Linked DNA regions of Mus musculus: regions 2, 3, 4, 5, 6 and 7 are each linked to region 1. The links are chromatin contacts, called in public Hi-C and HiChIP or PLAC-seq maps. All regions are on one chromosome and are shown on one strand. Each heading gives the region's core, a stretch centred on a gene start, on an enhancer-like site or on the middle of the called end of the contact. The rest is flanking DNA. Distances are from core to core; before and after follow the strand shown.

Region 1 (3,942 bases), core at 1,103-3,602:
TGAGGGGAAGTGGGCCAGAGGGAGCCCCAGAAACGCACCCCTCAGCTCCCCAGTGTGCCCCACCCGGCGTCTCACACCCTCCTCAGTAAGTGGCAGAGAATTTCATCCGCTTCTGCTTCTGTCTCTGGTTGCAAAACCACACCCGCACCACGTTCTTTTTGAGGTCCAGTTTCTCGGCGATGGCGGCGATCTTCTCAGACGAGGGCCGGGGTTGTACGGCAAAATAGGCCTCGAGGGAGCGCTTCTCGGGCGCGGCGATGGAAGTCCGCTTGCGCTTCTTCTCGCCGCCGTTGAAGAGCTCCGGCTTGTTCATTTTCTCACGCTGCGCGCCCTCGGCCTCCTCCAGCCACGCCTGCAGGATGGGCTTGAGCGCGATCATGTTGTTGTGCGAGAGCGTGAGCGACTCGAACCTGCAGATGGTGCTCTGGCTGAGCGAGCCCACGCCCGGGATCTTGAGGTTGGCCAGCGCCGAGCCCACGTCGGCCTGCGTCACGCCCAGCTTGATGCGCCGCTGCTTGAAGCGCTCGGCGAACGCCTCGAGCTCGCGCGGGTCCGTGTCCGAGTCGCAGATGGACGCCAGGCCCGCCGCGCCCACCACCGCCGCCGCGGCCGACGCCGCCGCCACCTGCCCCGCCGCCGCCGCCGCCGCTGCCGCCGCCGCGCCGTGGTGCGCCGCCGCGGCCACGAGCCCGGGATGCGGCAGCCCGGACGGCATGTTCATGGCCGCCGCCGCCGCGGGGTGCGACAGGTGGCCCAGGCCGTGCATGTGCGGGTGCGGATGCGCCGAGCCGCCCAAGAGCCCGCCGCCCGGGCCGCCGCCGCCGCCCCCCGGGCCGCCGCCGCCGCCGCCACCCCCGGGGCCGCCGCCGCCCGGGCCACCGCCGCCCCCCGGTCCGCCTCCGCCCCCGGGGCCGTCGTGGGCGCCGCCGCCGCCTCCCGCCGCGCCTGCGCCCCCTGCGCCGGCCATGAGCGCGAGCGACGGCGACGAGATGTGGTCCAGCAGGTCACCGGGCTCGAGCGCCTGGTGGTGGTGGTGGTGGTGGTGGTGGTGCGCCAGCGGCACGGTGGACGTGGACGTGCAGGGCACGCTATTCATCGTGTGGTACGTGGCGTCCGGCTTGAAAGGGTGGCTCTTGCCCTGGGACACCGCGATGTCCACGGCCGCCAGCGCCTCGGCCCGCGCCAGCAGCGTCTCGTCCAGGCTGGCGAAGAGGTTGCTCTGCAGCTGCAGGCGACACAAACCAAACCAAAAAGAAAAGGAAAGAAAAAAAAAAGAAGAAAGAAAAAGAAAAAAAAAGAAAAAAGGGGGGACAAACACCAAAGAAACCACAAAACAAACACACAAGCAGGAAAGCACGGGCAAAAGGCAAAACACAAAGCGACCAAAATAACAACGGGGGGTGGGAAGAGCAGGGTCAACGGAGGACCGGGGGACGATTTGAGAACATGCCGGGGTGGGGGAAATAGAAGGGGAGAGGCACAGGGCCAGGGAAGGGTAGAAGGGGACGCACACGGAAACACATTCCGGGGAAGACAGTGGGAGACGACAAAAAAGAGCGAAAAGAAGAAGAAAAAGAAGAAATGGAGATGTCACTCGAAGCTAAGGACCCGTGCCACACACCCGAACGAGAAAGCGAGCGAGCGAGCGAGCGAGCGAGCGAGCGAGCAGAGATCGCCTTGTGCAGGCGTAAAATTAACCGACAAAGTGGAGCCAAGTCGACAGCCGCGGCCCGAGAGCTCCCCGCGGATGGCAGGCGCTGGACAGAGGCACAGGCGGATGGGACCCGGGCCTCCAGCGGCCCCGGGCCACGCGTGCCTGGCAGCGGGATCCCTCTAAGAGCAGTCCCGCCCGCGGGAGCGGGGCCCGGAGCCGCCCGGGGCAGCTGCCGCCAGGCAGCGGCGCGGAGCGGGGGAGGGGGCGAGCGCGCGGGCCGGGACCGGGGCCGCGGGCGTGGGGCGCTTACCGGCGGCGTGGGCAGGCAGGCCCGCCGGATGGCCTCGGAGCTGGAGTGCAGCGACGGGTACTTGTGCTCAGGGAGGGTGGGATGCATGGCAAAGTGAGGCTGCTTGCTGTTCATGGACATCATCTTGGCGCCTTGGCATGTAAAAATCCACAAAACACTCGCAAAGTCCGCGGCAAAGTGCGCACGCCGGCTCGCCCGGCCTCCGTCCCGAGGCTGCGCTCGCTCGCACTGCTCGGCGGCTCCGCTCGGAGGCTCGCCGCGGGGGCTGCTGCTGCTGCTGCTGCCGCTGCTGCGCCGGCGAGCGCAGCCCGCTGCCTCGGACCGACCGCGCAGAGCGCCCGCCCGCCGGCCCGCGCGCAGGTCCCGCGATCCCGCTTCTCCGAGAGCTCTAGCCCCGGCGCGCCGACGGGCTGCGCTCCTCTTACACCTGAGCCCCACTTCTCGCGGCCGGCCCGGGCAGCTCTCGCGAGAGCTCGCGGGCCCCGCCGCGCTGACAGACAGCAGCTGTCTCCGTCTGTCTGGCGCGCGCCCTCCCCGCGGCCGCGGCGCCGTGCTTGGGCGAGCGAGCGGGCGGGCGGGCGCGCGCGCGCTCGTCGAGCCGCGACCGGCGGCGGCGCGTGGGAGCCGCTCTTATAGTGACCACCAGCAAGGACAAGGCAGGTGATGCACCTGTAGCTGGCCAGGCATGCGCGCTGCAGGTCCCACCTTGCCTCCGCCGGTCTGCAAAGATCAAAAAGGGCCCGTTATTGTTGAAGGGTAGGAACCTTTTGGAGGAAGAAAGCCAGGATGCAAGCACTCCTCTCGGGTGTGTTTTCCTCCCAGAATATATGCGCATTATTTAGGCACACCTCCACTACCCGGTGCCTAACAAGCTGTTATATAATGTATACAGAGAGGCATTTGTATGTTAAATTATGCCCGTGCATTCCTCTGTATATGGAGAAAAATAGCAACACAGAAATGCGCTGTGGATGATGCTGTCTTTATGCTGCAAGAACCTGTTTCTTTCATGGTTTATAAATAGGCTCCCGGAGAATAATAGCCATGACAGACAGTTGTTTGAAGCAGTCAGACGCTATTGATTTCCACGTAATTTAATTTCTCTGCATACTTTGTTGTTGTGAATATAACTGTGTCAGGCACCACCAGTGACAGTCACTTAGGAGCAGTAAGGAGTGTGTGCTTTCTACTCGGGAAAAGCTGTTGAAATGAAATTGTGCATTTCTCTTATTGTTTGTCTCCTTTAACCGTGTACAAACTCACATTTCAAAGGAGCTCTAGGTGATCTGAGGCTTTGAGTCATCAAAAAGGAAAAATAGTAAACAGGGTGTAGCCGAGATCTTTATCTTTTCCTCTCCAGTGAGACACACACACACACACACACACACACACACTTTTTTCCCCCCTGGAAACTCCAGGAAAAGAAATCCACTTCAGAGAAAAGGGAATAAGATGTTGAAAAGAGAACTTTCTTTCACATCGCTTTGGACCCTTGCTTTTTATATCTGCCTGCTTACAGTATTTTTCTTACCTGGGATACAGAATGAAGCTAATCTATAGATTGTAATTCAAAATGTAAATTCAAATCAGATAGAAGGAACTGGTATGCTATCTAGTCCAGCCTTCAATAATAGTAACAACAACAACTGTGAAATGAAGACCTATGAAGAAGAAATAAATTAATGAACCTGTTATATTACCCTCATGTAGCAGCAGATCAAGGGCCTCTCTGGGGAGCCTCAGCTTGGGTGCCTAAGTCCCTAAGGATACAGTCCTTGCCTAGGGTGATAATAACGGTCCAGATGTTATCACATCTGCTGGCTAGAGAGCCTGAGAGAGACAAGAAACTGCTTATGGGAAGCAGAGATCAGATACATAATCTTTCAGGTCACTCGCACAACAAGAAGGTCTGCATTTCCACCAAAGAGGAGATCTCATTTCTGCAAACCCAAATCTTTGGTCCAGCAGATTTGTATTT
Region 2 (4,045 bases), core at 163-2,662, 920 kb before region 1:
GCAGTAGGACCAAAGACGCTGCTACTATGTTTAGCATTGAGCAGGTTGGTTCTGGGATACTTGAAGGACATGTTTGTGGAGGCGATGCTCAAACAATAATAAATGCTTGGATGTGGGTTGGGATCAGGGAGGAGCGGGGTAAGAGGCTGAGGGATCCTGACTTAGGGATGGACATCAAATGTGACATATTTAGAATGAAGTTACTGTGGAGACGATCAGATAAGAAGGGATGGGTATGGAATGCTGCCCAAAGGGTTTTTTTTTTTTTCTGAATTCTGTATTCAGAAAAATTAATAATCCTTACTGGGCAACTAACAGTGCCTTACCTTTAAACAGCTGCTATAGCCTATTCATTAAATACGTGGAGTCATCTTGTAATCCTTTGCAGCATCGAGCAAATGTATCCATAGTTATTTATTAATAGACATGTCCATCCTTGATTCTGATCCCTACTGTGTGTAAAACAATTCATTTCCTCAGCTTGTTACCGCCATGTGACTTTGTAGTTAACTGAGCCTTGTTCTATGTGCTTAGAGTTTGAGGACTGACTAGATATCTCCCTCCCACCCTACTTTCCTTCTGTCTGTCTCATTCCAGCACAGCTGTTGATCTCTGTCTATGTGTATGAAAGCACTTGGGTAGACTCCAGAGATACACTGGTGTCAGGTCCAATCTCTACTTCAGGAGACTCAAAAGCCATCTATCACTAATCATATCTTTATAGTTTTGTTTATTTTTTAAGTTTCTCCACCCCGTTTTACTGTCATATAATTCCTTTGCAAGGGTGTTAGCATTTGCCAGACTGGAGCCAATGAGAGAACAGGTGACAGGTGCCCTACAGGAAACATAGACTACCCATGTGTCACTGATGGAGAGGGGTCACAGAGCTACCTTCTGAGCCAACCAATACATCTTAAGGAATTCAAGTGCTTCGATGTATCTTGAGGACTTTGAGATCTAGTGGTTAGATCTCATCTAAGATTCATGCATGAACCTTGCTAGCCAGGGACTGTTGCTCAATCCAAACACGGGAGGAGGATGCAGGAGGCCCACATGTTCAAGGCCAGCCTGAGCCACACAAGTGAAGCCGTGTTAGAAAGCAAAGCAAGCAATTTGTTAAGCCATATTACAGGGCTTGCTTAAGAGACAGTATAAATATTCATAAATGCTAGCCAGAGAGAAGAACAACGAAGCTACTGTCTCTATTTCCAGTACTAATAAAACCAGTATGTTTTCTTCTGGAATCATTTTCAAACACAAGGAAGAAAATAAACGTGGGATAGAAATGAGACCATGGACACATACCTGTCGAAAGGAGAAAAGAACTACTTCCTGTGCACCCCCATATCACCTCACCCTTATTCTGTTACAACCTCTTCTTTTATGGGTTTTGACTTCCAGTTAGCGGATTGGTAGAATTAGGGGAGAAAAAAAAACCCTGATTGAGAAGCAAGTTGCCATAGCAACCTTGCACTGTAGTTATATTTTTCTGTCTGCAACTATAAATGGTAAAATGTAACCTTTCTAATTATGCTGCAGCATTGTTAACCCTGTCAGTGCCAAACCCTTTACAAAGTGCTTCACACTCACACAAAGCAACGGATTTCATTTTCATCTCAACAAAAAAAATCTATACACTAACAAGAATCTCTTATAAATATTAATGTTGCCTGCACTTAGTAACATGCCAGAGTATAGATAACTTAAAAAAAAATCATGCCTGTGTCTCCAGACTCCATATTTTAAACAGCCCAGATAGTTAACACATTAACCTTGGTCAAGGTTTGTCCTTTCATTGAAATGGCTTTTGACTAGAATGAGAAAGCTAGCTTAGCAGAACAAATAAAGGCCTTGACCTTGAACAAGGACTTGTTTTCTCTTCAGTTGTTTAGGGACAACTCGGACCCCCTCAGGGACTCCCCACATCAGGTTTAAGCAACTCATGCAGACAAGTAAAACCAATACTTTGCCCAGTGCGGATTTCTGTGCCCCATCCCTCCCTTGGGTCCCTGTTGTTCCTCTGTCTGCCAAAGACCAATGAGGTTGCTGAAACGGAGGTGTTTCAGGTCCAAAGTAGAGTTAAGGAAAAAGTCAGGATACCTAGGGCTTGTCACTTAACAAAACATCATCCTGGCTCAACCATAAAAGCCAGGCAGGTTGGACAAGAAAGAAACAGGTTTGCTATTTAGCAGTATTGTCTCAATTTATCAGAGATTGCTACATAGTTCTCTCAAAATACAAACAAACGCTCTGGCACAATACAGGTGGCTGTCTTTGGGCATTCAAATTGTAGCAAGTTACTTAACTCAGATTTCTTTCCTCCTGATACAGCAGGAGCGGAGCACAGTCGGACCAGGGGGCTTTGCCTTGTGTAGTAAGCATGGGAAGGGGACTTAGGAACAAAGCTCCAGGCGGGGAGCCCTGGGTGGATGCCCTGTGGCTGATGGGGGTGTCAATCAAGTGTCTTCTGAGGACATTTGGGAGGAGCAGGAGCTTGTAAAGACTGTCATTTTTCCTAAGTCTGTCTTTGTACTTGGGGAATGGGGCAGTGCACTTTCTTGTCTTCTCATCTCTCAGCTGTTTAAAAAAAAAAATCACCCAACAGATTCGCGGATGAGTAGTCATTTGAATGTATAGAGTTCATGAGCCATCCTTCCATGCTCTTTCCATTGTATTGCCGAGTGGTGTGCTATCAGAGAGACCACCACAGTTGAGTTATGTACTCACTGAAGGGGGAAAAAAAACACATCAGGGCTTCGAACAGTCCTTGTGGTTTGTGTGAACATCAGTAAAGGATTCTCTTATGCAAATGCCAACGAGTGCTAGGTCACATGATAAGCACACGCTTAACTTTGTAAAGACCTCATGGTTTGGGTCAAAACGTCTGTTGCTTTTGCATGCACACAGGCAAAGGTTAAGAGCCTGGCTTGCTACATTTCCTCAATGGTGTTTAGTATTTTCAGTTTAAAAGCCCTTCTTTTAACTATGCTAATTCGCGCTTTATCTCAGTACTGCTTAGGTGCCTGCTTTCCTAGGGACCAGCTGTGCAGTGTGGCCTTTTGTATCTTTCTTTGTCATATGTACATCTTTTCTTGTGAAGCACACATTTCAATATTTTGCCTTTTGTTGGTGTTGTGTTTGCTTATTTCTGAGTTTTATAAAATATATGTCTTTTATCAGAAATATAAATTTATAACTTTTTGAGTGTGCTGCTGACAGTTTCAATCTTTTAACCATGTATTTGTTAGAACAAAAGTTTTTAAAAACATGTTGAAATCTGATTATTTTTCAGTTTTCATTTAATGATTTATGCCTTTGGTATCGTGTCTAACCCAGGGTCACAAAGTGTTTCTTCTAAATATCTTTTAGTTTCATGATTTACATATAGATTTACGATCTCTTCTGAGTGGATCCCTTTGGGTGGATCCCTTCAAGTAGATCCATTTGAATAGACACCATTTTAGTGCTGATGTATTTTCCACTTCACCTGATAATTCCTGGATTATTATTAATAATAATAATAATTATTATTATTATCTCTTTGCAAAAACTACCTAAGGACTAAAAACTAGTCTGACTGAACAAATACTTCAGAAGTTGTGTCTCTTTGGGTCTATTGACCATCTGTATTAGTTTCTGTTTTTTCTGTTTCTAAAGCCAAAACAAATCTGAAGTTGTGTTCTTATAAATGATTAAGCCAACTAAGACATTAGGCTAATTCTTTTCTTCCTAATTCAGTCTTGTGGGAACTCAAGAAGGGCCCAGACATTGTGATTTGTTGACCTTTTTACTCTAGACCCCAGTACCAGCAGGGTCCAGACCACTCAGGGCCATAACCCGAACTAGTCTTTTTGACAGAGCAGCCTTTGGGAATCAAACCACATCTATTCAAAAGAACCGACTGTTGTAAACTTATGTTCTTGATCAAATCTCAAGTTAAATTTTATTAGGTACAACAGCATCCACATATGTTTGAAAAAGCCCAGTACTCAAATGTTAAGTTACTTGGTCTATACAAATAAATAAATAAATAAATAAATAAATA
Region 3 (3,786 bases), core at 875-3,374, 710 kb after region 1:
TCATCATCACAGCATGTCAGCAGCCATTCCCTTCCCCTCCTGGATTGCCCTCCACCTTTTACATCATCCATCCAGCTGTTAAAGCTAACTTTGAGGCTTCACACTTGATTTTTCCTTTCCTTTCCCTTCCTTTCCCTTCCTTTCCTCCACATCACTGTATCGGGAAGTTCTAGCAGACCTACTTGTGAAGTACATGTGGTTCCATCTCCACCATCATCCAATCGCAGTCTCAGCCTACAGTACGTTCAACGGAGTGTCCCTTCATTTAAATCTTACCACCTTCAGTCTCCACAAACCACCCTTACTTGAAGTCAAATCAGTCCTGGCCTGCTTTAAATAACCTCTGTTCCAAGTGTGTGTTAATAAGATCTTAATTCCCAGCCTGGACCTAAAGCTGGCCCCTGTCTACTGATTCCATGTCTTTCCTCTCTCTTCCCTATTCTTACTCTTTTTTGAACAAACCACATTGATCACGTATGTCCTCTACTAGGCCTTTCAGCTATTCTTCATTCTGAAAATGCATCATTCCTCGGAAATAGTGGGGCCTTTTCTCCTCTTTTAAGTTTTATTAACTATTCCTTGCTCAGACAGTTTCACTGACCAACAACCCTGAAGCAGCAGACCCCATTCAAACCACGGTTACATGGTCCTCTACTATCATAATGGCCATAACTGGGCATAGCTGAAGTGTATCTTATTGCAGCTTATCAACCCAGGAGAATGTTAAAGTCCTGTCCCAAAGCTCCCCACAGTATATGGTAAAAACTTAACGCATGCATTAAATAAGTGAATTACCTGCCACTGCATTTCAAGTTGCTATTGTAAATCAACGATGCAGAAAACAACCTATGATGTATTTTGCATTAAATAAATACATAAAATATTCCTAAAATCTTTCAATATTTCAACAGTCGCACAAACTACTCAATTTCTCCTTAAATGCCAAATATTCCATACGGATAGAGATTTGGGTTTGTTGGTTTTTTTCCCCCTTCTTCAAAGTAATAGGATGTAGGTGGCAAGGGGTCTGGGGCTTCCTGGGCTTAGCACCTGTTACATCTTCAATCAGTTAAGAGAGGTGCGTATGAGCCACACACCACATGGAAGACGTGGCCTTTCTTTAAGGGACTGTAAGCGAAACCTTAGGTTTTTAAACTCGAACTTCCCTGATCCCTAAGAAAAAGCCATGCACTTCGTCTTAAGAAGCACTGTGGAACTATCTACCACCGGGAGGAGAAGCTAGCACTCGGGAGGAGCCGAGAAGCCGATGTGGAGGGCCTCGGAAGACACACACAGGTGTACGGGGAAGTTTGCCATCGGTCTGCCTATAACGGGAAAGGGGAAAGCAAAGCAGGGCACACCGGTTCAAAGATCAGCTCGACCATTACAATCAAGCCCAGCTCCAGCTTTGGCTATGTTGAGCCTGGACGGGAAGGTGGGCGAACAGAGAAAGCAGAGCCTTGGGGGGACTCCCCACCTCCCGGTTCTTCGCTTCGGCCTCCACCACTGAGTAAACTGCCCCGATCGGGGCGCCCGCCTGTCCACCACCGCCATCCCTGCGAGCGAGCACTGCTCCCCCGGGGGTTACTCACATGGGCTCGAGGGTCTTGCTGAGCCAGGACTTGAGCGCCTCGAAGTTTTCGATGATCATCTTAGAAACCATCCACCGCGGCCCCGAGGCCGGCCTCGCTCCTGCGCTCGCCCAGGTCGCCGCCGCCGCCCCCTCCTCCGCGCGCCGTCCGCGTGGGCAGCGGTGGGAGGTGCCGGTGGCAGGTCCCCGCGAGCCGCGGGTCGGCGAGCACCTCGGCGGGGGCCGCCGCAGGCCACGCGCCCACCGGGTCCCCGGAGCTTCTCCCCTCGGCGGACCCTGGCCCGGGCTGAGGCAGCAACCGTTTGCCGGCCGGGCCCTCCCCCCTGCCCCGCTCCCCCAGTGAATCTTCCCGAAGGGGAGCCGAACGCGCTCCGACCCGGGCTCTCCTCTCAGCTTTGGGATTAGGTGCTTGGTTGGTGGCCACGCGGCAGAGCAGACGTGAAGAAAAGCGACAACGAAGGGCGGCTCAATGGGAACGGTTCGGGGGTCTTCCCGGCTTCCAGCACCCCCAAGAAGATGGCTGCCGGTAAATCTCGCGAGAATGAGTGCGAGTCTCGCGGTGCGGCCCGGAGCATGCTGGGAAGAGACGCAAGTTCGGCCGGGTGAGAGCTGGGCAAATCCAGTAGTGGATCGAGGATTGACCAATCGCAAGGGTTGAGGCCTCGGTCCCCTTTTATCCATCGGCCTTCGTGGTGAATAAGCACAAGCGCCGTCTTACTTCACCAGGATGGAGTGGCCGCGGGCTCCCAGGCCTTGTCCTCTGAGAGGATTGTGCTTGTCAGCACGAGTGAACCTAGAAGATGGGAGCTCTCCATAAGAAGACGGCCAGCAGTGTTTGCAGGGGTCCTGCACTGTGCGACCTGCCCTCGGTGTCACAGCATCCTCCAGTACCATCTTCTGTGTGTGCTGCCCCGTGCACACGATGGGTAAACACACACTGGTCTAATCTAACCCACCGAGACCTCCAGAGGATTAGTGTTCTTATCCCAAAGTACAGGACTTTTTGGCCAAGGTCTAATGACCTATGGATGCCCCAAACCAAAGATACCTTGTTGATTTCCAACCTACAAGAGAAAAAAAAAAAAAAAAAAAAAAAAAAAAACAGTTTTGTTACATTTTAAATTCTGTTCATTTAGAAAAGTTTCAACTTTTCTCCAAGAAATTACAATGTACTAAAGAAGAGCATTCAAACCAGCATCCTATATACATCATAGGTGGTCCCGCAAGTTTGGTTCTATTATATTATTAGGAGACTACCAAAGACTAGTAGGCAATGGGCCACAATGGAATGAAAAAATAGTGGAATGGACAAATGGAATGAAAAAGTAGTCCACGAGTCTAAAGACACGGTCGGTGAACCATAAAGAAAGTCTTGATGCGACAGAATTTGCAATATGCTGGAGTGGAGTGTCCTTTAAGCATTAACTAAAAAGGTTATAAAATACAAAGCTAGACGTTTGCTCTAAAATATGATGCCATGAGTGAGACGTTAATTAGATTTAAGCTAATGAAGAATTAAGATATTAATTAAGATGATTTAGCTAACTGAAATACCGCAGATATGAAAAGACAAAATATTTAGAATTCCATTTCTAGAGGTTGCTAGAGTCCCAGGAGTGACCGAATGCAGAATGGTGGTTGCCAGGAGGCAAAGGGGGATCTTGAGAATTACGTCTCAGTGATGCAGAGTTTCAGTTTGGAATGATAAGAGTTCTGAAACAGTTGGTGACTGAACAGTTTGACTATACATCTAATGCCATGAAGTTGTACACATACAATTATTAAAATGGTAAACTTTAGGTTACATATAGAATGTATAAATAATATACTATTGAGAATCGCGTGTTTCTGTTTAAAGGCACCATACCCAATATTGTCGATGAATCAATATTGACTCCTGTTCCCGGGCACTGTAGCACATGTTTAAACAAAGCCCGTATAGTCCATGTGCTTTTCTCTGTAAAATACATCATGGCCTTCTTATATGTGGGAACCATAGAAAGCACTCCACTGTTGCGTATGGAGAACGGGGGTATTTTAAATCACCAAGAAAAAACAATCTCATAAATGAAGAAAGTAAAACATAACCCCAAATGGGCCACCAAATGGGTCCTTATTTCCATTGTGAGAACTGAAAAAAAAAAAAAAATGAAGATATCCCCTTGTTCAACTTCAGCTGAGAACATACGCAGCGT
Region 4 (4,031 bases), core at 911-3,410, 790 kb after region 1:
TTGCTGCTCTCTCTGCCCCTTAGCTTCTCTCTCTGTTAAGACTAATCATGCCTATTTACACCACAGAGTGGTGTGGAGGCTAAACTAACACTAGATTCAGATCTCACTGTCTCATTGTTCTTCCAAACTTCCTCACTGAAAATCTATTGTGTCATTGAATCATGCCATCTGCTCTGTGAGAGTAGAAACAGTCAGAGAACCTGGGTGTGGGTAGAATGGAAGAGCTGATATAACCCAGGGTTCGGGGTGTCTGTTTTGAGTCAGGTCTCTGATTTTTAATGGCCTCTTTTTCTTAGAAGTAATAAAATTTAGAGACAAGTGAACCTACACAGCTAATGAAAATAAAAGGGCACAGGAATTCAATTCTAAATTACCTTTATAATAACAAGTTATATTGGGATCTAATTTTTCTTTGCTAACACTGGGTGTTGTTTAGCTCATGAAAGGCAATTCTATTCAGGATGATACTGTAAGGAGTTGGCACTTGTGCTAATAATATCGATTAAATTAGGATCTAAAATATACTACATTGGAACACATGAAGAAAATTAGGTATGACAACACCAATTGCTTTTTATTATTTCTGGTCTGGCAATGCTAATATTAGATATTTTAAGATGATCCTAATAGAGATCTGATAAATCATCTGAAAAATAAAAATATCAGAAAGACTTAACTTTTCTAGCTACAACTATACAAAGTTTATTGAACTTTGTTGGATCTGGCCAGTTGTACCAGTCTCATCTGGCTTCCTTTCTTTCGGCAATCTCATCTGCACATGTATGAAGCAAAGTGAGAGATGGTCTCCAGGTTTCCCTCCCCGGATCCCCAGGAGATCTCCATAGTAAGAACAGTTATGGGGAAAGGGCTTGATTATCTTAAAAAGAACAGTTGGGCCAGATCGAGTAGGGCCACAGATCTCAGGGTACAAGAAGCAGATGTTTGGGTTAAAAGGTACCTTTTGCTGGTCTGCCATAGTCTTCTAATTGTTAGAGAAACATGCTCTGTGCCGAGAGAGAGAGAGAGAGAGAGAGAGAGAGAGAGAGAGAGAGAGAGAGAGAGAGAAAAGAAGAAGAAGAAGGAGGAGGAGGAGGAGGAGGAGGAAGAAGAAGACAAAGACGAAGATGAAGAAGAAAAGGAGAAGAAGAAGAAAAGGAAAAGAAGAAAAGAAAAAGAAAAGAAAGAAAAAGGAGAAGAAAAAGGAGAAAAAGAGAAAGAAAAAGAAGGAAGAAGAAAGAAAAAGAAGAAGGAAGAAGAAAGAAGGAGAAAGAAGGAGGGAGGAGAGGAGAGGAGAGGAGAGAGAGGTGTCACAGGGTATTATGATGCGCCACAAAAACTGATTCTTTACCATTATCTTAGGAATATCTGAGTATTATTAGCACACACACAAAAATCCTACCTCACTTCATTATTTTCTTCTGTCCTTCCCATTTCCTATTTCTAAAGGCCTCTTTCTCTGTATGTCATCAGAATATGTTTGAAGAATTTGTAAATCTCTTAGAAACAAGGGGGCAAAAGAAAGAGGAGGGTAAAGCCCTATTCAGGATTTTCAGAGTAATGAAACTGTTCAGTATGATATATAATAGTTAGGGTATATTTGTCAGAACTCCTACAACGTACAATGTTCAAAATGAACTCCAATGCAATCTATTATGGATTCTAAGTGATTGACAATGGTACGCTGTCAAATGGGTTTAACATTTGTCACAAATGAGCTGTTCTACTGAGGAAGGCTACGCGTGCTCAGAAGCAAGACTGTCTTTTTTTTTTCCTTCCTCGAAATTTTACTGTGACTTTAAAGCTGATTTTATATATGTATATGTGGTCTTTGTATATGTATATGTCCCTGGTATTTGGTAATTCATTACCTCATTAATGATTTCGAATGAGCGCCTTTTTAGGCCTGTCCTGAGATGGATCTCTTTGAGATGCTCTAGGCTGGGGACTAATAAAAGGGCGACCTGTCCTCAGGTGCTCTAGGAATGCAGCGCCTCCACCCTCCGCAGTGACGATGCATCCTCTCGCCCCACAGTGAAACCTGCCCTCACAGGAAAATCCAATCAAGTGGGACGATTTTTTTTTTTTTTTTCTTTTCCGCTTCGGTTGCCACCGCCCACTGTCGACTAGATGACAACCTAGAGGGCTCCCGGGGACTTGCCTGACTCTTCCATCTCCTCCCACCTAGGGACACCTCCGGAGCCGGGCGGCGGATGGGACGCCGGCGGAGCCAGAGAGCATGCGCGTCCGCGCCGAGCATGCTCAGTAGCGCGCGCGGCTCCCCGGAGCTCCGGCGCCGATCGGCGAGCGACGCGGAGCTCTCCGCTGGAGCCGAGGGAGCGACAGGAAGTGAAGCGGCCCCGCCAGGCGACCTCGGCGGCAGAACCCGAGGCGGCGGAAGAGGCTCTGCGGCGGCGGCGGCGACGACGTCGACCCGGGAGGCCGAGGGAGCTGAGCGCCGAGGGGACACGCCCGCTCGGAAGCCGGACCCCGAGGCGGGCAGGATGGATCACCACCAGCTGGGGACTGGTCGCTACCAGGTGGTGAGTGCGCGGGCCCCGGGGAGGACGCTGGCCTCGGGGCGTCCCGGCGGGCCCCTTCCCGCCCAGCCCACCTCTCCGCCAGCCCCCGGCCGCAGTCGACGGCCAGCGCCCCGCCGAGCCCCCTCCCCGGCGACGCTCCCCGACTCACCCCGGCTGGCTTTCTTTCCCCTCCTTCTTCCCTGACTCACACACCCGTGAGCAGTGAGTGGTGTCCCCCTGCGGCGGGGCAGGGTGCAGGTACCTGTCAGGGAGTCGACCCGACCGGTGGCCTGAATTGTGTGAGGTTATAGAGTGGGGTGCAGCAGGGCTACAACCGGCGTGAGGGGTAGAGAAGAGCTGTGATGGGGAAGGTGCCTCTCTTCTAGTTAACCTTGTCATTTTGCCCTTTTCCATTGTGTTAGTATTACAGTGATCGTTTTTTTTTTCTTTTTTTTTTAAATCTGTTCCTGCTTTGCCTGTGTTCGTGTGTGCAGCGCTTTATTAGAAAAAAAAATCAAACCTTGTTTGAAATGAAATAGTTTTCATTTAATACAGAGTTTTAAAATCACTCAAGTATGTAAACCACCAGCTATGCTTAATGAGTGAAATGCGCCCTGTATTTTCTTTGTCAGAATCTCTGTATTTTACACCCTGTGTGTTTTAGTGATGTCATTGGAGATAAATATTGTGAATAGCATTGTCAGCAATATTTACTTTATTGCGTTTTCACTTATAAACTTTTAGATAATTTAGTGGAACATAGTTACGGGGGGAGAGAAGAAAAGCATTTGTGCATATTGTTGCTATTGCGTGTCGGGTTTATAAGATTGCACAGTTAGTCCTATATGTCATCTTTTCTGTCTGTCTGCATGTGTGTTGTGCCTTTTGACAAATCTGAAGGATTGTGGTAGAGACTTAAATTTTCATTTTTTCTTTGGTAAGAATTCTCTGTCATTTGTGTCTATTTGCTATAGCATGGCCAGGTGATTTAGATTATGAACTTTCTGAAAATTATCAACATTTTCAGAATGGCTTAGGAAATAGAAATCTTGCCAGTTTATTGAAGGTGCTTTTCAAGTTGTCAGCTTTGGGTAACTTTATATTTTTTAAAAGACATTGTTCCCTTTCTAAGTGTTTGCAAAAAAAAAAAAAGCCACGTAATTTTATCATTGATACTTGTTTTACTTCTCAAATCTTACCCACTTCTGTTTGTGTCTCTAAGTGATATAATTTGATTTGAATTCTTTCTTTGGGTTGCTTTTCCTTATTGGGCTCAACCATGGATGATACTTAAAATAGTGTTAATAGTTTTAATTTATTATATTGTCTCTTTTGCTTTTGATGGAGGTAACTAGTTGAGACTATTTTTTTCTCTCAAAATCTCTTCAGATAATGTTGGAGTTTACTTTTGTCTAAACTTTGAAAGAAGGTATAAAATACTACATTTTTTTCCCTTCAAAACTGAAGCTGTGTCCTATAAAGACTTTGAGTGGGTGGAGCCACTCTGTAAGG
Region 5 (4,140 bases), core at 733-3,232, 550 kb after region 1:
TTCGGAAGCACTCATCTGTGCAACTTCACTAGTCCTAAGAAAGTGATGGTATAAGCAATGGAAGTGATGGGTAAAATTTTCAGACAAGCAAGGGAGGTAGAGCAATAAAATGTAGAATGGCCAGGCCGGGCTGCTTCAGATATTAAAGGTCATGGGTGTTAGCATTTCTCTGGCATCCCCTGAAACAAAGGTTCATTGAGAAATACCCCTAACAGGAAAATAAAACCTTCCCAGTTGTAAAACCTCATGGTCAGAGCAAGGAACCTTTTAGTCCCTCATGGTTAGTCACTGCCTTCCAAATTGTCCTCTGTCCCATGCCATAAAGTCCTCTGTTGCCACAGTTCACCCCGAGGTGAGAACCCCCGTGCTGCTGTATGTGAACAGTTAACACCCTCGCATTCAGGCCTTCCGTGTCTCATGCGCTGGCTTTAAACTCTGGACACAGAGGCAGGCTCTAGGGGGACGAACAAATGGCAGTGCCGCTCCACAAAAGGCCTACAGATCATTGGCAGATACAAACAAGCATTTAGGTGGCTTCAACACCTCATAAAACGTAGAGAGCAAGGCAAGGGTCAGATAAAGCTCTCCTACCACAGTACCCTTCTGTGTGTACGTGAGGTAAGGACACGCGATCTAAAGCCTTTAAATGCTGTTTTAAGTGGGAGAAGAGAGGTACAGTCAGATAGAGTGTGGGAGGCCAGCTGGGATAACCGCGGACTGGGGGCGTGGCTCAGTGGTACAGCACTTGCCCCATCGTCTCCAGACTTGGATTGTACTCCCAGTGCTGCAAAAAGAAATTTCGTGTCTGACAAGTGCTTGTGTTGAGGATGCTTCAGAAAGGTGAGGGCTGTACACTAATTTTTCTCTAGAACTGAGTCCTTATTTTTGAATATATTCTCGTTCCCAACGTTTCTTTTCCTAAACGGTCCATATATTGGTTATGACTGCTGTGAGTATCAAGGGACGTTATAAGGTAAAACTCCTTTGGGACATTTAGTGCTGCCTAAACAACAGATGTTTTTTACAGACACTGATAGTTGTTTCTTGTTATCATACTAAATTCTTCTCCATCCTCACCCCAACTTACAGAGTTAGATCACACTTGGTAAACATGTTTAGGACCCAGTTATAACAAAGGACAAGGAGAGGCAGTTCACGGCAAAGCCAAGTGCCCAACATTTTGGTGTCAGATTCATTGATTAAATCTCTCAAATCCAGCACACCCTCTAGGGGGCAGTCAAGTCAGAAAGCACACACTCAAGAGTTACCATCCATCCACACAAAGGCAGGTGAGTCTCCGTAACTTGAAGGTGTATCAAAACCATCCAAGAAGCCCAAGACTGCCAGATATCTAAAAGCTAATAATAAAATAAGAAAAAAGTTCACAGCACACATAGGAATGCCACAAGAATTCAGATGGGGAAGGAAATTTACAAATATGGCAAATTCAGGAAATGTGAAAAGGTTAAATTTAAGTTTCTGCAAGAAAAAGATATGACCACATTATTTGTAGAGCCCTGTTATATCAGCCCTATGTTTTAAACAATGGCCCAGATAGTTAAAACTTGCTGAAAGAAGGGAAAAGGACGGGGGAGGAGACAAAAGACAGCAGGGAGAGTAACTTAGATTGGTAGGAGTAGGGAGAAACTTCTGAGAAAACAGAAAGGGCAGAGAGAACTGGCCACCTTCAAATCTCCAGTCTGACCCGCATATCTGGAAGGACTCAGGCCTGAAGAATCCTGGAAAGCTCCTTAGGAAAAGAACCAGAGGGCATGGGCAGGAAAATTACCACGAAAGAGAAGTAGAGGTCAGGGGAGGGTGGTGGACGCCAAAGGACGGTTAGGAGCGTGTGGATCCATGCTCAGAGCAATGTCTCTCAGACAGTCTTTGTATTTGCACCAGTATTTGTGCCGACAGAGCTGCCCTCTACCGAGCGCCTGCCTCAGTAAGCAGGAACATTTATGGGGAAGCAGAATGTGTCTTCTTATTCAGGGCTCCCCCACTGAGCATTAGTCTCAGAGATGCCATTGCTCCTGAGCGATGGACCGGGTAGTAGCCACCTGCAGTTTCCCAGGAAACCGGAGCGTTATCACAGCAAGTTGGATCCGGAGAAGAGGAAAATGCCGGGCACGTTTGATTATGAGTAAGCTAGAGAGCACAGGCACTCCCTGGGGACTTCTAGGATTACTGGAAAGAAATCGCCATGGGCTATAGGTCTCTCCAAGTGCACTGTGAGAGACTGACTGTGAGGCGGGGGAATACTGTTTTCCTGCTTTGTGTCTGTTACTGTGACTCCTGGGATTCTGATCTGGAAAATAGGAGCCACACGAGCAAAGCAAACAAAGTTCTGTCAGGACATCTGACCTGAAGTCTGAACTCCCCCTGACCCTGACATCAGAAGGCCCCAGAGAGGAGATGCTCCCACTGCTTGCCGCAGCTGGCAGCCACCAGCATAGAGACAGCCAGCTCCAAAGAGTCAGAAACCAACAGCCGCAATCAAACACTTAGGGGAATACAGATATCTTCCTGGAGGCAAGGCACAAGATACTGGGTAACAGAATACAGCTGCCTACATAAACCCATCTTCATTTCAAAAACCTCCGGTGGCAGGGTTCTGCTGTATGGACCCATCAAGCTGAAAACAAAACTCTATACTAGAACAATGGCAAAAAGAAGAAGAAGAAAAAAAAAGGTGTTTGATATCTTATTTTTCAAAACGTCAACAATACACAGTAATGCAAATGGTCCTCAATGTGGACTCTTAAGAAGGAGTCCAGGAAGTAGAATAAAGCTTTATAAAGAGATAAGGAGAAAATTGCAACAAGAGGAATAAACGAGATGGGGCGTGGGAGGGCATCATAAAGGACGGAATATAGTGAGAGACAACTAAATGCTAAAGGCCTTTTGAAAAGCCAAATGGAACCAAGCAGAAATGGCATATACCTTTAATCCCAGCACTCCAGAAACAGGCAGGACATCTCTGCAAGTCAATACCTTAACTAGACACTGTCATGCCAAATAAAAACCCCAGTGGCAAGAATGGTTTGCATCTTTTTGAGTCATTGTCCAAAAGGATCCCATAGACCTTCTCTGAACATCACAGGCTATTTCCATGGCTATTGGTTACCCTCTACGGCCTGACGACAAGACACTACTGCTGAAAACACCATATACTCACTGTCATCAAACGTGAAGACATGGAGCTGGTACCCAACCCAGCTTCACCCCTACTGACTAGCATCCACAGTGCTGGAAAGTGCTATATGTATTGCAGAGGGGAAGTGATCGTCCATCTCACCCAGATTCGAACCGTATGAGGGACAACAGTCACCTGACCGACCATCAGTGCAATACAGAAACAAATGTTAGGGGAGTAACAAACCTCTTTCTAAGGAAGGTTGAGGTCTGCTCCATGAGACAGAACCCACACCTGACATTGTTAATTAGGCCAAGAATATGAGACTAAGTAGGGCACGGGTCCGAGGGGACAACCTACAACTTTCACTCTGCTAAGTGAACATGGCAATAAAAGAATTCCTGGTAACATATTGCCCTACCCATGGATCCGTTCATCACTCTACCCCATGAAAGAAACTTCTTGCAGTACCAGGGAATTAACACAGAGACCCACAACTAGACCATGTGCAGAGTGAGAGACTTTGGAGCACTCAACCCTAAATGGGTTGTCTCTACCAAAGCCCTCCCCTCAAAGCTCAGGGATCTATGTGCAAGAGAAGATAGAAAGAGTGTCAGAACAGTATTTTCCAGACACAACAGGACTGATGCATATACGAGCTTACACAGATTGTGACAGCACGCACGCGCACACACACACACACACACACACACACACACACACTTGCACAAGCTCAGGCCAGACAAAAATCCTAGCGTAAAAAAGGGGAAGGTAGCCACAAAGGTCCCACCCCTAGTCAGAAAACTATTTGAAATTGAAAAAGAGGAAAGAGGAAATCAGTCTTCTTCAATGAGATGACACTGGGTATATCAACTATACTCTAGCGCTTACCCCACGTTCAGAAGAAGCTAGCCAGCACTCCATTTGTGTGTTTGTTGGGGTGTGGTGGAATGTTTTGTTTAGGTTTTGTTTTCATTTCTGTTTTTAAGAGAGAGAGAGCTTCA
Region 6 (3,856 bases), core at 138-2,637, 570 kb after region 1:
CCTGAAGCCATGGGTCTCAATGGGAATGTTACTGGTCCTTGAAAGAGGTTTTGGAAATAGGACTGTACATGTATTAACACAATGGCTATAGCATTACTGGCTTTTACTAGACAAGGGTCAGGGCTCTCCATGTCTAACAATGAACAAGGAAGATTTGTTCTGTCTCCGCAGAATTTCTATACACAACCACATTGATGACCACGGGTTCATTAATATTTAGTTTTCTTTTACAAATGTACCTGCAGCATGATTTGTTCCATGTGTGAACTTCTAGAGTGGCAGTTAAAAACACAATTAGGGGTATGTCATGTCTGTATTCAGATTTTTATCAAGAAGGGTCACAATTTTGGAAAAAGCATATCTGTCAGGATATTTGAGTAAACAACGCAATATTACAATGCTCTGTATCTACAGCTATAGAATTTATAGAGCTTCTTTTTTAGAGAATATATATCTTTTTAAAGAAAAATCACTGTCTCTTCTCTCCTTGTAATGAAGTTAGTATTTATAATGTAAAAATGAATTTTGGACATATCACTGTTAAGAACTCTGATCTAGGGCAAAGGGAGTCTGTATGACAGATGAAGAAAACAAGAGACGCTCTCACAAGACATAATTGCAAGAACTGGCCTTTCTAGGTGCATCTCTAAGTGATGGAAATATCAAGGGAGAGGTGAAGGCAGACAAACACAGCCTCTGAGACCCCTGAACATATACAGTCATGTCCCCCAATAGATGGAGAGTTAAAGCAAAGACGGGACCTTAGAGCACATTTCTCATGTGTAATCCTAGGAAGGGGCTGCTTTGCCTTATGTCCCATCCAGAATATAATAATAATAATAATAATAATAATAATAATAATAATAATAATAATAATAATAAACCATTAGAATAGACAGTGTGGCACATATAAGCAGCAAGCAAAAATGGCAGACCTAAGATTATTTAAACTGCTCATAAATCACGTGACAGAAGCTCCGCGTCTACAAGTACTCTTAGGAGAGGAACTGGACGGCACCAAGAGTACCAAGCCAGGAGGTTATGTGGAGCTTGCCCTGTCCATTGTAACATGCCTGAGTGAGGCCCTATGGGAAGCATAGTCAAACCCAGGTAGGATGTGAAAGGATCTTCTGCTGTAGCTGAGGTGAGCCTTCAGCCCTCAGCCTCAGCGCAGGAAACCCTGACAGTACTGTAAGGTCACAGCAGCAGAGTCATGGATCCAGAAGCAGCTTGAATCAGGAAGCTCCAAAGTGGGCAGCGTACAGACCCACTGAGGTGTCAGGAGGTGTCTTTCCATACCCAGAAGGCATCCTCAACAGAGAAGGGAAAGTACAGCCAGCAGGAAAGCCTGAGCCACACCCAGAAGTGGCAGCGAGCCTATCAGACGCTGTGCAACTCTAGAGAGGTGTGGATACTTTGCAGAGGCTTTGCTTGTCCTACTCGGCTGCATAGCAAACGACAAAATAAAAAAAAAAATCAGGAGGTTTTTTAATCAGCCTTTTTTTTTTTTTAAGCACATTTCAGTTCACCAAGTTTTGCATTTGCCTCTAGTCTTCTGTGGACATAAGAAGCTGATCATCTTGAACTAAAGGAACGAGACGGGCTTTGCGTTCATCCTGAACCTCAGACTATTAAAGTAAAAACAAGAATAAGAATGCCATCTGCTGGTGTGGAAGGTAGAGGGACTTAGTAAATCCACAGTGGGGATTGCCGTTGTTTCGCTATGGAGACTAACAGCTAGAGAACCGAGCACTGAGTAGCCGTGATAATAAAGGACACGGGCAAGAAATTTCTTAATTAGTAAATCTTTCTCCACGATAGCAAGGTTCTGTAGAATTCCTGACTGTAAGTTCTGTTCTGACCTAGAAGAGGTTGAGAGAACAGCACAAAGTATTTGCTTTACTGACTCGCCAAGATGTTTGGAAGCAACCGAATCTGGAACTTTTAAAGATTTTAAAGCATTTGCAAATTGTTTTGCCCAGGCAGACAGATGAAAAGTCCTGTAACTGTCCTGTTTTCCTCTCTGGACATTGCAGGGGTGCTGGACTCTCTGCGTGTTTTTGCAGGAGAGACATTGGGCGCTGGTGTACCACGTGCTCTGTGCTGGCCTCTGTGCTGGCCTCTGTGCGCATGATCATTTCTGTGGTTTCCCTCACATGGCTGCAAATGCATCTTTCATCATTTTTAAATTGAGATATTATGGCTAATCACTTGTTTCAATATCCTTTTCAAATCATGATATTTCATTAGATAATGTTCATTAAGATGTCCACACCTCCAAGGTTTATTTGATTGGATGAAAATATCTCATTGTTCCAGCACAATCAGTAAAAAGATAAAATTATCCTTTCCCCACACTATCTGACTTTGGCACATTTGCCAATACTAATTGATGAAATATGGGGCAGAGTCCTGGGTTTTCTATTCTCTTCCACTATCTGTTTATCTATACACCAGCTTTTCACTGCTGATAGCTATAGATTTCTACTATGTCTTGAATTAGTTATTACAAATCATCTATTTGATTTTTTCCGAGTTTTTTTTTTAATCTACATTAGGCACTCACTTCCTAGTCCCATATAAACTTCAAAATCACCGTGTAAATTTATACAAAAAAAAAAAATGGACTGTGTTAATCAACCGAGATTATGTTGCGTTTCTAAGTTAATAAGGAGTGTGGTGGCTATTCCCCATTGTCAACTTGACTATATCTGGAATGAACTACAGTCCATAAATGGAGGGCACACCTGTGATGCAGATCTTGAGGCTGGAAGACACAGGCTTTTGATCCAGATCTTGAGGCATACTAGCAATGAAAAACTTAGGGTCAGACAAGATGGTGCACACCTTTAATCCCAGGAGACAGAGGCAAGCAGATCTCTGTGTTCAAAGCCAGCCTGGAATGAAACAAGTTCCAAGTACAGGACAGTTTAGATCCAGGCATGGTGGTACACACATTTAATCTGGGCCATACCTTCTGCTGGAGGCCTATCTAAGGACAACAGAAGAAGCAAGGCTTCCTTCTTCCGTGCTTGCACTTACTTGCCAGCACATCTGTTGGAGCCTATTTCTTCCAGAGTCCAGCTTATACAGAAGACCAGCTGAAACACAGAGGTCCGTGGGACTGAACAACTGCTATATATTCTTGGGCTTCCCATTTACAGATGTCCATTGTTGGGTTAGATGGACTGCAGACTATAAGTCACTACGATAAAGTCCCTTAATACATAGAGCCGTTCTGTAAGTTCAGTGACTCTAGAGAACTTTAACTAACACAAAGAGCAAATTGACTAATAATGCTGAGTTTTGTGTGTGAATATGGTATATCTTTACATTTATTTAGGTTTTCAAATTTTTTTAATTTTTTATTAGGTATTTTCTTCATTTACATTTCCAGTGCTATCCCAAAAGTCCCCCATACCCTCCCCCCCCCACTCCCCTACCCACCCACTCCCACTTCTTGGCCCTGGCGTTCCCCTGTACTGGGGCATATAAAGATTGCATGACCGATGGGCCTCTCTTTGCAGTGATGGCCAACTAGGCCATCTTCTGATTCATATGCAGCTAGAGACACGAGCTCGGGGGGTACTGGTTAGTTCATATTGTTGTTCCACCTATAGGGTTGCAGATCCCTTTAGCTCCTTGGGTACTTTCTCTAGCTCCTCCATTGGGGGCCCTGTGATCCATCCAATAGCTGACTGTGAGCATCCACTTCTGTGTTTGGTAGGCCCAGACATAGTCTCACAAGAGACAGCTATATCAGGGTCCTTTGGGCAAAATCTTGCTAGTGTATGCAATGGTGTCAGCGTTTGGAGTCTGATTATGGGATGGATCCCCAGATATGGCAGTCACTAGA
Region 7 (3,626 bases), core at 162-2,661, 620 kb before region 1:
TATTGGGACCATTGCGCATGCACTTGTTCTTGTAGATGATTCTTAGCAGCGTGGAGTTCCCGATGATGCCTAGCACGAACACGAGGCACGACACAATCGTGTTGATGTATTTAAAAGTCTTGCTGATCTCAATATTTCGTTGGCACGGAGGAGGGAAGGATCTTGGCGGGACTCCAGCCCCCCTCCCTCCTTTGGTCACCTCCGCAGGTGCGGAGGAACGCATCAGACTGGAGTTGGAACCTCTGGTCCAGGAGGTCTTAGTGGGTGGCGTCATTACCTCTTTAGTCCCGAGAAGTGACAGCGTGGCTTGGGCAGGTGGGAATCCTCTTTTCTCTCCCCATACCCCCAAGAAGCCACAGGCCAGCAGCAGCGCCACCAAGGCGCGTCCGCACCGGCTTGCGGGCGATTGCATGTTACAGCTTGCTCCTGTGAGAGTCTGGTAGCCGCTCTGCTGTTTTCAGTCTGGAGACCAACTGGGGAGTGAAGACAGGACACTTAAGTCAGCTACCCCAGCCAAGCCTCTGAAAACACACTAGCCCGGTTGCCTCTACCCGCGCCTTAACAGTAAGTTAAGTTTGCGCGCCAGTGGGGAACTTGGGCGCACGCCACCCGCTGGTCTGCATTCAGTCTCCTCCCGGACCCTGCTCGCAGAGTTTTAATCCCCAGCCCTGCCGTAGACCAGTCGGTGGGGAGGAGCATTCGGGCAGGGGGTGTTCCAGACTGGGGAGGGTGCGTGTCCCAATGAAAGAACACTCGTATGTGCCGGGAAGAAGCAAGCCCAATTTTAGCTAAGCTTGGGGACCCGGAGTGAAGGCACCTAGCGGCCAAGGGCATACGTCAATGCACTCAGCCAAGAACCGAGAGAATAACAGATCAGCACCAACTTCTGTGCTGTCCCAGTGACTTCAAACACTCGCCTTACAACCCAATCTCGGTTTAAATCGCTGTCGTGTGTAAGTTTTACTAATTAAAAAACCCCCGAACCACTAAGCAAAGCGGAAGCCCCAAAGCACGGTTCAGCCACAGATGTTAATTCAAAGCTAAACCAGGATGGTTCGTTACCTCGTGCGGATTGGAAGCACCAGGAGCAGCGCCACGAGCAGGGAACCTCCTTCCCAGGTTGTCAACTGCCCTAGGGAGCTTGCGGCTCTCAGCAGGCGTCCAGCTGCTCCTAAACAGGCCTCTCGCAACTGAATGCAGCTCTGGCTCTGACAAAAGACCGAGAGAATGCCAGGCAGCGGATCCTCAGCAGCTTGAGCGGGGTCTTTGCTGTCCCCAGACAAGTACTTTTATTCATTCGGTCCCTTCCCAGCATCAATCAACGCCAGACTCCTCCCGCGTTTTCTGAGCGACCTTGCCACAACCTTTTCCCTTGGGCGACGCCTGGACAGTATCAGCCCCAGCTGACCGCTGGGAGGGGCAGTCCTAGTTCAGAGTTGTGTCTCACATAAAGCTGTTTATTTCTTACTCAACGAAGAAACTAACATATCCCATGACAACCTGGGATCTGGAACCTAGGAGAGAAGGTTCTGTATCAACCTGGACTTTGAATACTCCGACTGTTCACACAAATGTCCTGTAGTGATTCCCGAAATCTGCTTGGTTTGGGGAAGTTGTCTTTCGTTTGTTCTTGTTTTTTGATTTTGTTTTGTTTTGTTTTGTTTTGCCCTTAAGTTTTAAGCCAGCATGCAGGGCGGGACGCTTTCTTCTTCGGCAGAGGGACTGCCCACCCAAAGGACCAAAAGGCCCTGTAGATCTCTCTCTGTGCCCTGTAGATCCCTCTTCCTGTGTACTGAGGTGCCATTACTAGGGGTCTTTCTACTGTTGCCTAAAGGGACCTGAGGCAGAAGACAGGAAAATACTCAGGAAGCCTATTTACAAATTCAACCTGACGCTTATTTTACCAGACAGAGCAAGGAAATGAACTCTCCCTGTCATTCTTGGCTTCTGTCTTTATGGTAGAGAAGGGAATGCTAGGGATCTTCCGTTGCGCAGAGTGGTGGGTGAGGTGCATTATTCTGCTATCAGCAAGATCCTGCTGTGCCTGCAGAGGAGGTCATCCTCTAGACCCCCTTTGTCTCCCAGCTAGTTCATTGTACAACTAGGATTTGCATCTTAGATGGGCAACGCCTATCAAATGTTTCCCATGAAGCTGGAAGCAGAACGTGCGCGTGTATGTTAAAAGGTGAACTTTAAATGTGGACTGTAGTTAAGTCTAAGGGATGGGAACTATGGCCTGGGCATGAGCACCAATTCCAAATCAGGTTGTTTTGAAGACAATGTTTATCCTCCTGCCTCAGTGAAGACAAGGTCAGCATGGAACTGCTTCACGTGGACTTTCGTGCCAACATACAGTGTTGTGCAATAAGGAATTCTTTGTGTGCTTCAGTAAGGATGTGCCTGCTCCAAGGGCAGTTTTGAACCTGTCCCTTTGACACAAGTCACTTTCACTCAGGCTTTCTTCTCTACCTCTCTCTTTCTCATCATCTCTATTAGTGTGTCTTCCATGCAATGGGAATGTCCCTGCTAATTCCTGCTGAGATGTGCCTCTGCCCTGTTTTTTAGAGCACTTGTAGACTACTAACGCTAATTTTGTACTTGACTATCGTTCTAGCTGCTTTACATGTCAATTTGCCTCAACCTGAAATTACTTTGCGGGGAGATCCTAAAGAAGACCCTGCTTGAGGGGCTGGCAAGATGGCTCAGAGGTTAAGAACACTGGCTGATCTTCCAGAGGTCTTGAGTTCAATTCCCAGCAACCACATGGTGGCTCACAACCATTTGTAATGAGATCTGATACCTTCTGGTGTGTCTAAAGACATCTACAGTGTACTCATAAATAAAAAAAAGTCCCTGCCTGAGACATTGTCTGGGTGAGGTTGGCCCATGGACTTGTTTGTGGAGGTAGGGGGAGGGGGGAATCACCTTAATGTTTATTAAGGTAGGAAGACCCACTGAGCATGAGGGGACATCTGTTTCCTGGGCTGGACTCTGAACTGTACAGAATGAAGAAGGCTGGTCAGGCATAAGCAGCGAGCACCCTGCACATGGATTGACGTTGCTCTGCCATATGTGGATGAGATGTGGTGAGCTGCCTGAGATCATGCCTTGACTTGCCCTCAGTGATGAAAGTCAAATCACCCTTTCCTTCCCGAGGAGGCTGCTTACAGTCAGGGTGTTTTATCACCGCAAAAGAAGTGAAGGTAGAATAACCTATAGAGGTTAGTGTGGGTCACTGACAAGGTCATGTGAAAGAACTGTGCCAGGCCAGTGACTGAATGAATGCTATGATTATATTCCTCATTCAAATCAGCACACCCATGTGTAAAATGCTCTTCTACCAAAATGTTATTAAAAATATCTATCTGGTGTGTATGTAATTAAGTTCATCAAAATAGTTTGCCAAATCAGTTTGCATAGTGGGAGGATGTAGACTCAAAAGCCTGGTCTAAATCGAATCTAAATCTAATCTAATCTGATCTCTGTATCGGGTCAGTGACTGAAAGAATGCTGTATTCCCTTGGTACCAGGCCAGAGACTGAATGCTGCGTTCCCTCTACACCATCATAGTACCTGCCACAAGTTGAGCTCAAAATATAAGTTTTTTTAATAGGTTGATGATTAAA

What was found. A called contact is a pair of places that touch in the nucleus more often than the background predicts. HiChIP or PLAC-seq counts read pairs in DNA pulled down with a chosen protein or histone mark.
Region 2: a contact with region 1 is called in a Hi-C map of cortical neurons, with 5 times the contacts expected there. The contact joins the enhancer-like site here to the promoter of Pou4f1 in region 1. A contact is called at or near these places in 3 of 484 Hi-C or Micro-C datasets (cerebral cortex and cortical neurons), 3 of 115 datasets of contacts at active chromatin or transcription factors (astrocytes, bone marrow-derived macrophages and forebrain) and 1 of 9 other capture datasets (embryonic stem cells).
Region 3: a contact with region 1 is called in an H3K4me3 HiChIP or PLAC-seq map of forebrain, with 5 times the contacts expected there. The contact joins the promoter of Rbm26 here to the promoter of Pou4f1 in region 1. A contact is called at or near these places in 3 of 39 promoter capture datasets (the C10 cell line, hippocampal neurons and pre-B cells), 4 of 484 Hi-C or Micro-C datasets (the G1E-ER4 cell line and embryonic stem cells) and 13 of 115 datasets of contacts at active chromatin or transcription factors (astrocytes, bone marrow-derived macrophages, embryonic forebrain and 8 more).
Region 4: an H3K4me3 HiChIP or PLAC-seq map of forebrain shows a contact between it and region 1, with 5 times the contacts expected there. The contact joins the promoter of Ndfip2 here to the promoter of Pou4f1 in region 1. A contact is called at or near these places in 6 of 39 promoter capture datasets (the C10 cell line, embryonic stem cells, frontonasal cranial neural crest and 3 more), 3 of 484 Hi-C or Micro-C datasets (the G1E-ER4 cell line and embryonic stem cells) and 8 of 115 datasets of contacts at active chromatin or transcription factors (astrocytes, embryonic forebrain, embryonic midbrain and 5 more).
Region 5: an H3K4me3 HiChIP or PLAC-seq map of neural tube shows a contact between it and region 1, with 5 times the contacts expected there. The contact joins the enhancer-like site here to the promoter of Pou4f1 in region 1. A contact is called at or near these places in 1 of 39 promoter capture datasets (hippocampal neurons), 1 of 484 Hi-C or Micro-C datasets (embryonic stem cells) and 6 of 115 datasets of contacts at active chromatin or transcription factors (embryonic hindbrain, embryonic midbrain, embryonic stem cells and 2 more).
Region 6: a contact with region 1 is called in an H3K4me3 HiChIP or PLAC-seq map of neural tube, with 4 times the contacts expected there. The contact joins the enhancer-like site here to the promoter of Pou4f1 in region 1. A contact is called at or near these places in 1 of 39 promoter capture datasets (hippocampal neurons), 3 of 484 Hi-C or Micro-C datasets (cerebral cortex, cortical neurons and embryonic stem cells), 7 of 115 datasets of contacts at active chromatin or transcription factors (astrocytes, embryonic hindbrain, embryonic limb bud and 4 more) and 1 of 9 other capture datasets (embryonic stem cells).
Region 7: an H3K4me3 HiChIP or PLAC-seq map of embryonic stem cells shows a contact between it and region 1, with 15 read pairs. The contact joins the promoter of Ednrb here to the promoter of Pou4f1 in region 1. A contact is called at or near these places in 1 of 484 Hi-C or Micro-C datasets (embryonic stem cells), 5 of 115 datasets of contacts at active chromatin or transcription factors (astrocytes, bone marrow-derived macrophages, embryonic stem cells and 1 more) and 2 of 9 other capture datasets (adipose tissue and pancreatic islet).

Annotation. Positions count from the first base shown.
Region 1 is chr14:104,465,647-104,469,588 of GRCm38.p6, forward strand. It overlaps Pou4f1 (POU domain, class 4, transcription factor 1), which reads right to left and starts at 2,353. Exons shown (of 3, transcript NM_011143.4): 1 at 1,965-2,353; 2 at 39-1,225. The coding sequence starts at 2,087. The coding sequence ends at 83.
Region 2 is chr14:103,551,114-103,555,158 of GRCm38.p6, forward strand. All of the region lies in intron 8 of Scel (sciellin), which reads left to right. Among named protein-coding and RNA genes, the nearest start is that of Scel, 40 kb to the left of the region's middle. Within about 2 kb of position 1,413, at least 27 of the 459 cell types and tissues checked have an H3K27ac peak or open chromatin away from gene starts, as enhancers often do. A contact at or near this core is called in cortical neurons and forebrain, where this site is marked.
Region 3 is chr14:105,175,190-105,178,975 of GRCm38.p6, forward strand. Rbm26 (RNA binding motif protein 26) reads right to left here and starts at 2,125. Exons shown (of 22, transcript NM_001368684.1): 1 at 1,593-2,125. The coding sequence starts at 1,663.
Region 4 is chr14:105,256,463-105,260,493 of GRCm38.p6, forward strand. Ndfip2 (Nedd4 family interacting protein 2) reads left to right here and starts at 2,161. Exons shown (of 8, transcript NM_029561.5): 1 at 2,161-2,540. The coding sequence starts at 2,211.
Region 5 is chr14:105,014,244-105,018,383 of GRCm38.p6, forward strand. No RefSeq gene overlaps it. Among named protein-coding and RNA genes, the nearest start is that of Gm24280, 45 kb to the left of the region's middle. Within about 2 kb of position 1,983, at least 19 of the 459 cell types and tissues checked have an H3K27ac peak or open chromatin away from gene starts, as enhancers often do. A contact at or near this core is called in neural tube, where this site is marked.
Region 6 is chr14:105,033,519-105,037,374 of GRCm38.p6, forward strand. No RefSeq gene overlaps it. Among named protein-coding and RNA genes, the nearest start is that of Gm24280, 64 kb to the left of the region's middle. Within about 2 kb of position 1,388, at least 12 of the 459 cell types and tissues checked have an H3K27ac peak or open chromatin away from gene starts, as enhancers often do. A contact at or near this core is called in neural tube, where this site is marked.
Region 7 is chr14:103,843,065-103,846,690 of GRCm38.p6, forward strand. It overlaps Ednrb (endothelin receptor type B), which reads right to left and starts at 1,412. Exons shown (of 8, transcript NM_001136061.2): 1 at 1,063-1,412; 2 at 1-473. The coding sequence starts at 412. The region is part of intron 1 of Gm35197 (a long non-coding RNA gene); the gene reads left to right.